3 separate regions of the Mus musculus genome follow, and all the other regions are linked to region 1. The links are chromatin contacts, called in public Hi-C and HiChIP or PLAC-seq maps. All regions are on one chromosome and are shown on one strand. Each heading gives the region's core, a stretch centred on a gene start, on an enhancer-like site or on the middle of the called end of the contact. The rest is flanking DNA. Distances are from core to core; before and after follow the strand shown.

Region 1 (3,330 bases), core at 237-2,736:
TAGAACTCTCAGCTCCTCCTGTACCATGCCTGCCTGGATACTGCCATGCTCCCACCTTGATGACAATGGACTGAACCTCTGAACCTGTAAGCCAGCCCCAAGTAAATGTTGTTTTTTATAAGACTTGCCTTGGTCATGGTATCTGTTCACAGCAGTAAAACCCTAACCAAAACACCCTCCCATGAATATAATGTAGGATGGTCAAATTTAGTTAATGTACAAATCACTTCACATTCTTGTTTTTGTAGGAAAAAAATATTTTAAATGTATTCTCAGTAACTTTGAAGTATAGGATAGATAATTATTAGCTCTGCTCATCATGAATTTAGTATGAAAGACTCATGTTTTTGTGAGCCTTAGAAGTAATAAACTTCGTTCTCTCCTCCACAAATCCTTATGGGCGATTGCATTATGGCCCCATTCACCTTACATTTTACTTGGCTATGTTTACGACTTGGAATCTTTCAGTCTAAGCATACAGTTCGCATTTCCATTTGTCTAAGTCCCTGGTCTTCAGAAGCCTTTTGGAGTCCTGTTACTTTATCCCTTTTACATTAAGTTTAAGCCCAAGGCTTTCTCTTTTGCACCTCCAGGATGGACAACCTGTCTCTTTCCAAACTTGCACGAGGGTGAGTCTGTTGTTTTTTCTTAAAGCATGGTGCTGGTGTGGGGGTTGGATGCAAATGTTGTTTCTAACTAAGGGTATGTCCAGCAACCCCTTTTTACTTAGTACTTACTATGAAATTTAACATGCATGTTTTCTAGATGCTTAAGAAAGACGCCATCACATCTAGTCCCTTGGGTTGAAACTAAGTAAATCTCATTTTAATTAGTCTTAATGTATATGTTCCAGGAATAGAGTATTAATGATCTTTTGAGTCTCATATAAAATGCTTTAATACTTCCCTTATCAAACATTGTGAAGTTTAACAGAAAATTAAAGGGAATAACCAGCCTATTTTGTGACACATAGTGTCCATAAATATCACAAGTGCATATGACTATTGATATAATTAATAAATTTTATTTTACTTATAGTTTTACAAATTGTGGGAATTTCAGGTGAATCTGTCCCTTTTAATGTGGCTTCACCCTTGTGAGGATTTGAAATTTAAAACATATTTATTTCATAATATTTTTGTATATTTGAGAACTTTAATATAGTTTGCTAATATCTGGGTGAGAAATTTGGGACTCACAGTAAGTGCTTGAATTCCTGATCCTGCACTACTCTCACTGAACACTGGGGGGCAGCATTGTGAAAGAAACCCAGCAAGGATCCTCCAAAGCGTCATGAAATGTTCATACAGTTAAACCTTAAGTTGAAGGTCTGTCCTTGCCATTTCAGACTCTTCCCAAACTGTTTTTATTAAGTGTTTCGTGTATAAAAATCACACAATAATAATAATTCAGTAAGAACGATGAGAGTACCGTCAAATCCCTCACTTTGATCTTGACTCAGTCTTTGCCGCTGACCATGCTGTAGGAAACTGTAGCCTGCCACTGGCCCCGCCCTCCAGCCGTTACCGCTCTCTGCTTCCTTTCCATAGTGCATATCGAATCCTAGCGTTTTTGATAATTTCCTTCTTATGGTTTCAGGTCCCAAACTTTAGCGCCTGAAGTGTAAGTTCTCAGGAGACGGTTTCGTCCTAATATGTATACCACAAGCCCGAGAGAGATGTACAGCAAGTGTTTGCTGAGTAAATGATTGGTGCTGATGGGGGTTTGTAATGATGGTGGCAAGGGCTTTGAAGGTGGTTATAGTGGAGATGGCAGTGGGTCAGCACAAGAATCAGCAGCTGATGCTGTAGCCGTTGCCATGATACTTACCTTCTTATGGTTGGCAAGGGTGATCTGGGAAGATGGAATCCAAACCTAAGACCAGATGACTTCTAGAAGGTTCTAGAGATCTCAACCTCTGAAAGAGCTTTGTCAGCGTGTGAGCTCTGGCATTCAATTCCTAAGTGGAAATAGGGAGGATTGGTCCTCATGTGCATGTATATACATGTGCATATATATATATATATATGGGGTAGGGTGGGGTGGGGGCACCACACTCCTGCATTCCGGTCACAATTGAGGCTCCAAAGAGAAGAAAACACATCAAACCTACAGATCAGCCCAGCACATGACTGGGTGAGGAGCCACAGGCAAAACTGTGCCTGCTTATGTTTAACACCAAGGGCCCAGGGAGGAGCTGCTTGCTGTAAAGTGAAAAACTGAGCCAGCAGGGGGAGCTAGAGGGAGAAAACGGTGGATGGCTATGATCAAAGTACATTATATAAACATGAAATTTTCAAAGAGTAAAATATATGAAATACTTTGGAGGGGTTTTTGCTTTAAAAATACGATTTTTTAAGATTTATTTTTATATGCAGGGCATGCGAGGTGTCTGGGGAATGGGGGCTGCCTGTGGAGGCCAGGAGAGTGCCTTGCATCCCCTAGAGATGGGAGTTGCAGGTGGCTATGAGCAGGGCCTCTTGGAGGAGACACAATGGTTCTTAGCCACAGAACCATCATCTCTCAAGCCCCAAGGGATGGTACAAGGGAACCAGAACTTTCCAAGGGTGACTGGCCACCAGAGGGAGGAAGTGTTGGAGGCAGGCAGAGTTGGGAAGGAGAATCACCATGAGGGAAACATTATGAAATTTGACCTGCGTTCCATCATTTTATATGCTAATTGAAAGCTAAATGAATCAGTAAAAGAAAATTCTATTAACGAATGCACTCTATTCATGAACTGCAGGGTTGGCTAGACTCCTGGAACGCATACCAGACACTGAGAAACCTGCCTGCCATCCCTGCCCAGGCTCCTTAGGATTTTCAACAAACCATAGTCACCCAGATTGGCATGTGTGAGATCAATCTACACTGTCCCAGGCAAGCAGCCCCCAGCCTCTTCAACACAAAAGCCAAGCACAAGGGTATTGTGCTAGAAATGCAAGCCCACGAGGTAATCATGGGAGAATCAGGCTCAGAGGCAGCAGAGGAAGAATTCCTGCATCCCAGATACTCAGACCATGGAAAGGGAAGATACAGTCCAGATGTCTCCTGACCAATGTGCCTCTCTTCCAGGGAGGGTGTGGTTAGCAGGGGCTCATCAAAGAGTCTGGGGAGCCCTGGCCTAGGCCAGGTACCGGGTTCTTCTGGATACTGGTGTCACTGGGATCTCAGAGTGCACTTCTGCTCAGAGAAAGTTTAAATTACAATGTCATCCCAATACATCTAGGCAGATGGAAAAGAAAGAGCCAGCCATTAATGGAAAGTAACTAAGCCTCATTAAAGTCCGAGAAAGTCATGTCCATACACTGATAGCCACAGCCCTCCAGT
Region 2 (3,622 bases), core at 499-2,998, 260 kb after region 1:
GGCCCTACTCTAAGTCAGCCACTTGCTCAGAGAACACTAACTAGTCCATTGGCCTAAAGACTGGTAGTGAGGACCAGAGATCTGCACACTGAGTGGGCTCACTGTTTCTAGACCCTATGTGTAGTAGCCAGAATTGAGATTGGTGGGGGGGGGGGGGCTCGGGGCGGGGAGATCAAGAAGGAAATACTCCCAGGACAACCAGCACCTCTCGGACATTTTTTTACCATATCAGATGACATTTTCCTTTGGATAATCTCCTTTGCAAACATTGTTAGCATAAAATGAAGCCAAATATAAGGCTGCATCACGTGGCACGGCTCTCTATCTGTTGACTGCAATACTGGTTATGTGACTGTGTACACAGGAAAACTCACCTGACTACACACTTTAGAAAAGGTGCATTTTATTGCATGTTAATACAATTAGGTGTTAATATAATTACTCATTAGATAATGGGTATTTACTTATTTAATCCATTTTTAAGACAGGGTCTCACTATGTAGCCTTGTCTGGCCTGCAAATCACCATGTAAACCGGGCTGGCTTCAAACTCACAGAGACCTATCTGCCTTAAAGTTATGTACACCACACCTAGCACAGGACTTTTTATCAATACTTTGAGGGAGTTTATGGGTATGCTTGGTAAAGCACTGCTACTGGGTAACAGTCTCAAAGCTGTGTGAAGTGGAAGGCGCTTCCTTCCCCTAACATCTGGTGAGAACCTGACTCCTTTCACCCTTGTTAGCCACCAGCCTAGAGAGGAGAAGCATCAAGGAAGAGAATGGGCAACCTGTGGTATGGGGAATGTGCCAGGCTAGCATATCTCATGGTCAAATAAAAAGAGGTGTAGAGAAGACAGATGGTGATGTGGCCTGCCTTTGATCCCAGCACTCAGAAGACAGAGACATATGGGTCTCTGTGAGTTTAACGCCAGCCTAGTCTATAAGAGCTAGTTTCAGGACAGCCAGGGCTACACAGAGAAACCCTGTTTTAAGAAACCCCCCCCCCCCACACACACACACCAAAAAACAGTGTAGAGGGAACAAAATTTGTTAAATCCAAAAATAGCAAAGAGTCAGGCAGTCTTTTAATCCCTGACACCTTGAAGATTAAAACAACAACGATAAAGAGTAATCTGTGGAAACATGGACAGCATCCCTGCCCCAGCAAACATGCAATGGAGGCTGGACGGGCTCAGGCCTCAGGAGGAGCTGGGTCGAATGACCGCTGCTGTTTTCTAATCCATCCAAGTCAGGACGCTGCCTGTGTGAGCAGGGGGCACACCCAATCCTGTAATAGTCATCAGGGACACGCTGCTCCACCAAACTTCTACCTCCCTTCCAGAGCCCAGGTAATAATGACAGCTCACGGCACCAGCAGGGCAGGCACTACCGTGCACAACACTCATTAACATGCTACATATTATTTTTCATCCGGGGGAATGGTCTTTGAGGAGCTAGGCAGTGTGGCTGAATTCTCATGGCTGGTAAGTGGTACAAAGGAATCCAAGCCACCACGTCTATGGTGAGTCTAGTCACCCAGTGAAGCTGACTAGAAATGATGTCTTTCAAGGTCATTTCCTTCCGGGTTTGCAGTGGCCTTCCACTTCACCACACTACTTAAGATGCTTTCTTAGTAACGTAGGCAGTAAACTTTTTATTTGTGGGAAATGCTACAACCAGCTATTATGTGCTGCTTGGCATGGCGTAATCTAAAGGTCATGATGTCACCGACTTGGCAGTTTGGATGAAACATTCACCCTGAATCATCCATGCCTCTGGCCCATCTTCCAGCTCACAGCAAGTGAGAGACTATGCACCCAGTCAGACAGCACCATAAGGACACAACCAGACAAACTGGGGTCTGAGTCCATGACACCTAGCCTGGACTTTAAAACGTTGAGAGACATAGCAAGCAAAACACTGTACAAGCTTAATTGGACCATGGCTTGGAGAGGCTTGGGGAACAGCTATAACACATCTTTTAGGGACAACTGGGGAAATTAAATGTAGACTGCATATTAGATGATATGATGGTATAATTATTTTCTCAAGTTGATAAATGGCATTGTGGTTACTCAGAGACTATCATCCCATTTAGAGTGGAATAGCATGCTATCTGCAACTTCACTTCCAACTGGTTCACAAACACAAGGACTCCTCCTCAGGGATGATGAAATGTGGGGAAATTTCCAACCTCCCTAAATAACCTCTCTGCACTCTGATAGTGAGGGCTCAACATCCCCAGATGTAAGACCTGGAAAGTGTGCTGCCCTCAGGGAGTATACCACTTGTGCAAGACCCCACTCCCCACCAGCCCACTACATACATACTACACATTGCCACACACACCCTATGGCTACAAGAAGCTAATAAGGTAGAAAGCAGGAGACTTTCTCTTATGGGCAGTGGCTAATCAGAAACCAGATACTGAACTAGTGTCAGTGGCTCAGCAAAGGAATCTGCTATCTGCTTAAGCAGGTTTGTGCCTGACCACGAGAGGCCCCTTTGGTAGCCCCTACCTGCACTCTTACATTATTGGGGATGACCGAGTAGTGAGGCTCCTGGAGCAGGCTTGAGGGGTCCTCTAAAGACAGTGGGGTTCTCTTCTAGCCACATCTGTGAGAAAAATCAGTGAGGCAGAGAAGCACAGGGTTTCAGAGAACCTTCCTCCAAGGTGACTCCACAGAGGTGGGGGCCTCTAGCCATGCCTACTGCAAGCTGGCGGCTGTGGGTTAAGGAGAATCTGAATAACCCTACCCGGATGAGAGGAAAAGGGAGCTTTTAAAAGGGTTTAGAACGAGCTCTTAGAACAAGCTCAAGGGGTAGCTAAAACTAACCAAATGTAACCAAGCAAGTAACCAAATGTAGAACTGTTGAGTCTCTATCAAAGGAGCTGAGCAATGAAGATGAAGTACAGGGAGAGGCAATGCGGGAAGGCAGAGGGGATGCCCGGGAAGAGGTGTCCTGGAAATCAGCCCACCCAACATACACATGCTCTAGGGAGTGAGCCTCACAACCCCCTATGGAAACGATGGTGGTCCCCAGAGACAAGGAAGACACTCTCAGGCAGCAAAGCAGGGAAGGAAGGGTCTGCCAGAGAGGAGCACTGTGGGCTCAGCCTTAGGTTTGCCAGAGAGGAGCACTCTGGGCTTAGCCTTAGGTCTGCCAGGGAGGTACACGCAGGGCTCAGCCTTCAAATCCAACATCTTTCCTGAATCTATTTTTATGGAACAATAGTTTCAAGGCTGCAATAATGAAGCGGGGAGGATCTACGCACAGGCCACTCCTAGCTTCCTCAGAAGAGGCAGGGCTCAATCACCTTAGCTGCCCAATGTGATGGAAGCATCAGGTGCCAACAGATGCCAGAAAAACACATAATACAGAACTTATAACACAACACAGATAACCACCAGAGTTGGGAAATCCAAGAAATCACAAAAGTTTAACTTGAAAAAACTTCCATGAGGGGAAGGCTGAAAAAATGACTAGTAAGCCAAAACACAAACCATCTACATACAATCCTTTAGCTGAGCGGTGGGATCAGCCCAGCTCTGGGCTCCATCCCCACACCACCACACCCCTCCCCATCTATCCACTCTTGCATCTCCTTGGTGTGAACTG
Region 3 (3,613 bases), core at 755-3,254, 390 kb after region 1:
GGCATGGGGGAATGAGGAGTTGTGGCAGTTTTAATATGGTTGTTGGAGTAGGTGTGGCCTTGTTGGAGTAGTTTGTGTCACTGTTGGGGTGGGCTTTGAGACCCTCCTCCTAGCTGGCTGGAAGACAGTCTTCTCCTAGCTACCTACAGATGACGATTCAGAGCTCTCAGCCCCTCCTGCACCATGCCTGCCTGGACACTGTCATGCTCCCATCTTGATGATAATGGACTGAACCTCTGAACCTGTAAGCCAGCCCCAATTAAATGTTGTCCTTATAAGAGTTGCCTTTGTTGTGGTGTCTGTTCACCGCAGTAAAACCCTAAGACAGGAGTGCCCTGGATTTCCATGGTTTACCTCCTCTAGCTGATTGCCTTTCCAATAAGGATATTCTCTTGTAGAACTGGGACTATGTCCCTAGCTTCTTATGGGCAGAAAAATTGTTCCAGGGCTCTTGTGAGACTAGCCAGCAGTGGGGAAACAGTAGCGCACAGACTGGTTGCTTGAGCATGGGCCCCAGAGGCCCTTACCACTCCTTACTGCTCATTCCCACCAGCTTCTCATACCAAAATCAAGTGAAGAATAATTAGATTAAAACCAGAGCCCCTCAGACCTTACTAAAGAAGTTTCTTTGTGGGCTGGAGAGATGGCTCAGCGGTTAAGAGCACTGACTGCTCTTCCAGAGGTCCGGAGTTCAATTCCCAGTAACTACATGGTGGCTCACAGCCATCTGTAATGGGATCTGATGCCCTCTTCTGGTATGTCTGAAGGCAGCTATAGTAAACTCATATGTAAAAAATAAGCAAATCTATTTAAAAATGTATTTAAAGGAGTTTCTTTGTGTAATGGACCATCATTAACATAGAAATTCACAACCGGTCAATGTGCAGAGATTGTCTGTCGAGTGTTCAGATCCCATGATACATCTGTGTCACCCCCTTCCCAAAGGCTCAGGGACCATCCTGGAAGAATAGCCAGAAGGCGTGTGACAGACAGAGGTCAGAGAGGACTAGAGCAGTGTCTTCCGGGTGTGGCTGAGTTGCTGCATTCTGCGTTCACAAACCCAGAGCAGCTGTTCTTACCCACACAAGATCATGCAGGGCAGTCAATATTCTAGCACGGAAAGGGAGGGGGCTCTCGAACCACACTTCCAAATAAGGAACTGTGGGGAGCTGATGGGCTCAAGGGGAGGGAGAGTCAGTGTTCGTTGTCGGTGTGGACCTTAGTAGGTCAACCACACTCTACTACTAGGATGTCTCCACACTCAGCTCAGGTTGAACACAAGGGGTTACATTAAGGGTTTTTTTTTTTTTTTTCCAACAGGACATGAATTTGGAGGGGTGTAAGGAGGTGGGGTGGATCTTAGCAGAGTTTGGAGAGGTGGGGGTGACGATTATCAAAATACATTGTATGAACATCTCAAAGAATAAGAATATTAGCCGGAGGACTGGCGAGATGGCTCAGTAAGTAAGAGCACTGACTGTTCCTCTGAAGGTCCTGAGTTCAAATCCCAGCAACCACATGGTGGCTCACAACCATCCGTAATAAGATCAGATGCCCTCTTCTGGTGTGTCTGAAGACAGCAACAATGTACTTATTTATAATAATAAATAAATCTTTGGGCCAGAGTGAGCGGGGCCGACCAGAGCGAGCAGAGATACTAAATTACCAACAACCACATGAAGGCTCACAACCACAACCATCTGTACAGCTACAGTGTACTCATATACATAAAATAAATAAATCTTAAAAAAAAAAAAAAGAATATTAGCCGGGCATGGTGATGCATGCCTTTAATCCCAGCACTCGGGAGGCAGAAGCAGGCAGATTTCTGAGTTCGAGGCCAGCCTAGTCTACAAAGTGAGTTCCAGGACAGCCAGGGCTATACAGAAAAACCCTGTCTTGAAAAACCGAAAAAAAAAAAAAAAAAAGACTATTAAAAGGCGGGCTGGAGAGATGGTTCAGTGGTTAAGAGCACTGACTGCTCTTCCAGAATCCTGAATTCAATTCCCAACAACCACATGGCTCACAACCATCCGTAATGGTATCTGATGCCCTCTGAAGACAGCTATAGTATATTTATATGCATAAAATAAATAAATCCTTATTTTAAAAAAAAAGACTATTAAAAAGCAAAATGAGGGCCCCAGGGCATGCTCTGGCCCTGGGGCACATCAAGGACAGGAAGTGACCACTCCACAGACAGACTCTGACTCACTGGTTATATGGGGCACTGACCACACCCTTGCCTTGCCAGAGACCATAGTGTGGGTGAGACCAGGGCTCCTCTGGGGATGATCAATGCCATAATGGAGTGGAGGCAGAGGAGATTGGAGAAGCAGGGGTGGATACAGCTGAGGCTGGATCAGAAAGTGCCAGGCAAAGGGAGCTGCTCCAAAGCCCTGAACTCGAGCTCTGCTCAGGCATCATCATTGAGTGGTCCCCATTTCCACGCTGTCACGCACTGCGGAAATCTCACACAGCCTTGCTTAGTCATGGTCAGGCCAGCCAAGTCCAGTAAACCAAGTAGGCGACACATCATTGCCACACTGTCTTGCTTCCTGGATGGGGCTGGGATTGGCCAGCCAAGTTGCAGGCTCTGGCCTCAGGCCACTCAGCCAGTCAAGCAGGGTGAGTCATTCTTTAGAAGTCACTGTCCTCTTCTGATGGAGGTGAACTGTTTCTTTCTCCTCCTAGAGGTTGTGAATATTCTGGAAAAGGCAATGGGGAGGAGCAAAGAGCGTTTCTTTAAAAATAGAAGTGTTGCTGGGCACAGTGGTGAGCTATGAGTTTGAGGATAGCCTAGACTACATAGCTAGTTCAAGGTCAACCTAGGCTGTCTTAAAAAAAAATAAAAACAAAACAACAAAAAATAAAAACAAATCAAAATAAAAAACCAACCAAACCAACAGAAAATGTCAAAACTTGAACACACCCAGGGGAGTGTGTTGTCGCATCACATAGCTGAAGAGGTTCATACCTTGAATTCCACTCTCGTGGGTCAGCCCTCCTTACCCCTTGTGAACAAAAGTATGTTCATCTCCCTGCTAACTTCTTATTTCCTTTCTTTCTTTCTTTCTTTCTTTCTTTCTTTCTTTCTTTCTTTCTTTCTTTCTTTCTTCCTTCCTTCCTTCCTTCCTTCCTTCCTTCCTTCCTTCCTTCCTTTCTTTCTTCCTTCCTTTCTTTCTTTCTTTCTTTTCTGTTTTTTGTTTTTTTGAGACAGGGTTTCTCTGTGTAGTCCTGGCTGTCCTGGAACTCACTCTGTAGACCAGGCTGGCCTCGAACTCAGAAATCTGCCTGCCTCTGCCTCCCAAGTGCTGGGATTAAAGTCATGCACCACCACTGCCCGGCCCTGCTAACTTCTTTGTTTCCAGTCCCCTGCCTCCACCTCTACAGTCCCCTACTGCCCACCTATACTCACATGAGGCCCTGTTTAATCATCTAAGGCTCTCCCTGAGTTCTAAGTGATACAGACGCTGCACCCATCTCTGAATTTTGTGTACAGGTTGTTTGGAAGTTCCGAGAAGTGGGACAGTGAGGCAGAAGAATGGCCTCTTAAAGTGTGGGTTACCACCGTGGGACACAAGCTTGGGTCCTGTTGGGTCTCTCTGAGTGG

Evidence for each region. Hi-C and Micro-C count contacts between places; a contact is called where the count stands out from the background. HiChIP or PLAC-seq counts read pairs in DNA pulled down with a chosen protein or histone mark.
Region 2: an H3K4me3 HiChIP or PLAC-seq map of bone marrow-derived macrophages shows a contact between it and region 1, with 4 times the contacts expected there. The contact joins two enhancer-like sites. A contact is called at or near these places in 2 of 15 datasets of contacts at CTCF or cohesin (the NIH/3T3 cell line and large pre-B cells), 2 of 115 datasets of contacts at active chromatin or transcription factors (bone marrow-derived macrophages and large pre-B cells) and 3 of 9 other capture datasets (adipose tissue, embryonic stem cells and liver).
Region 3: a Hi-C map of the N1E-115 cell line shows a contact between it and region 1, with 2.6 times the contacts expected there. The contact joins two enhancer-like sites. A contact is called at or near these places in 4 of 15 datasets of contacts at CTCF or cohesin (the NIH/3T3 cell line, large pre-B cells, pro-B cells and 1 more), 13 of 484 Hi-C or Micro-C datasets (B cells, the G1E-ER4 cell line, MC3T3-E1-derived osteoblasts and 9 more), 3 of 115 datasets of contacts at active chromatin or transcription factors (bone marrow-derived dendritic cells, embryonic stem cells and large pre-B cells) and 1 of 9 other capture datasets (embryonic stem cells).

Annotation. Positions count from the first base shown.
Region 1 is chr2:131,819,000-131,822,329 of GRCm38.p6, forward strand. It overlaps 5330413P13Rik (RIKEN cDNA 5330413P13 gene), which reads right to left. Exons shown (of 3, transcript NR_029381.1): 3 at 1,007-3,330. Among named protein-coding and RNA genes, the nearest start is that of 5330413P13Rik, 27 kb to the right of the region's middle. Within about 2 kb of position 1,487, at least 58 of the 459 cell types and tissues checked have an H3K27ac peak or open chromatin away from gene starts, as enhancers often do. A contact at or near this core is called in the N1E-115 cell line and bone marrow-derived macrophages, where this site is marked.
Region 2 is chr2:132,082,868-132,086,489 of GRCm38.p6, forward strand. All of the region lies in intron 5 of Slc23a2 (solute carrier family 23 (nucleobase transporters), member 2), which reads right to left. Among named protein-coding and RNA genes, the nearest start is that of Gm31179, 54 kb to the left of the region's middle. Within about 2 kb of position 1,749, at least 66 of the 459 cell types and tissues checked have an H3K27ac peak or open chromatin away from gene starts, as enhancers often do. A contact at or near this core is called in bone marrow-derived macrophages, where this site is marked.
Region 3 is chr2:132,209,952-132,213,564 of GRCm38.p6, forward strand. The region is part of intron 2 of Gm14051 (a long non-coding RNA gene); the gene reads left to right. Among named protein-coding and RNA genes, the nearest start is that of Tmem230, 36 kb to the right of the region's middle. Within about 2 kb of position 2,005, at least 12 of the 459 cell types and tissues checked have an H3K27ac peak or open chromatin away from gene starts, as enhancers often do. A contact at or near this core is called in the N1E-115 cell line, where this site is marked.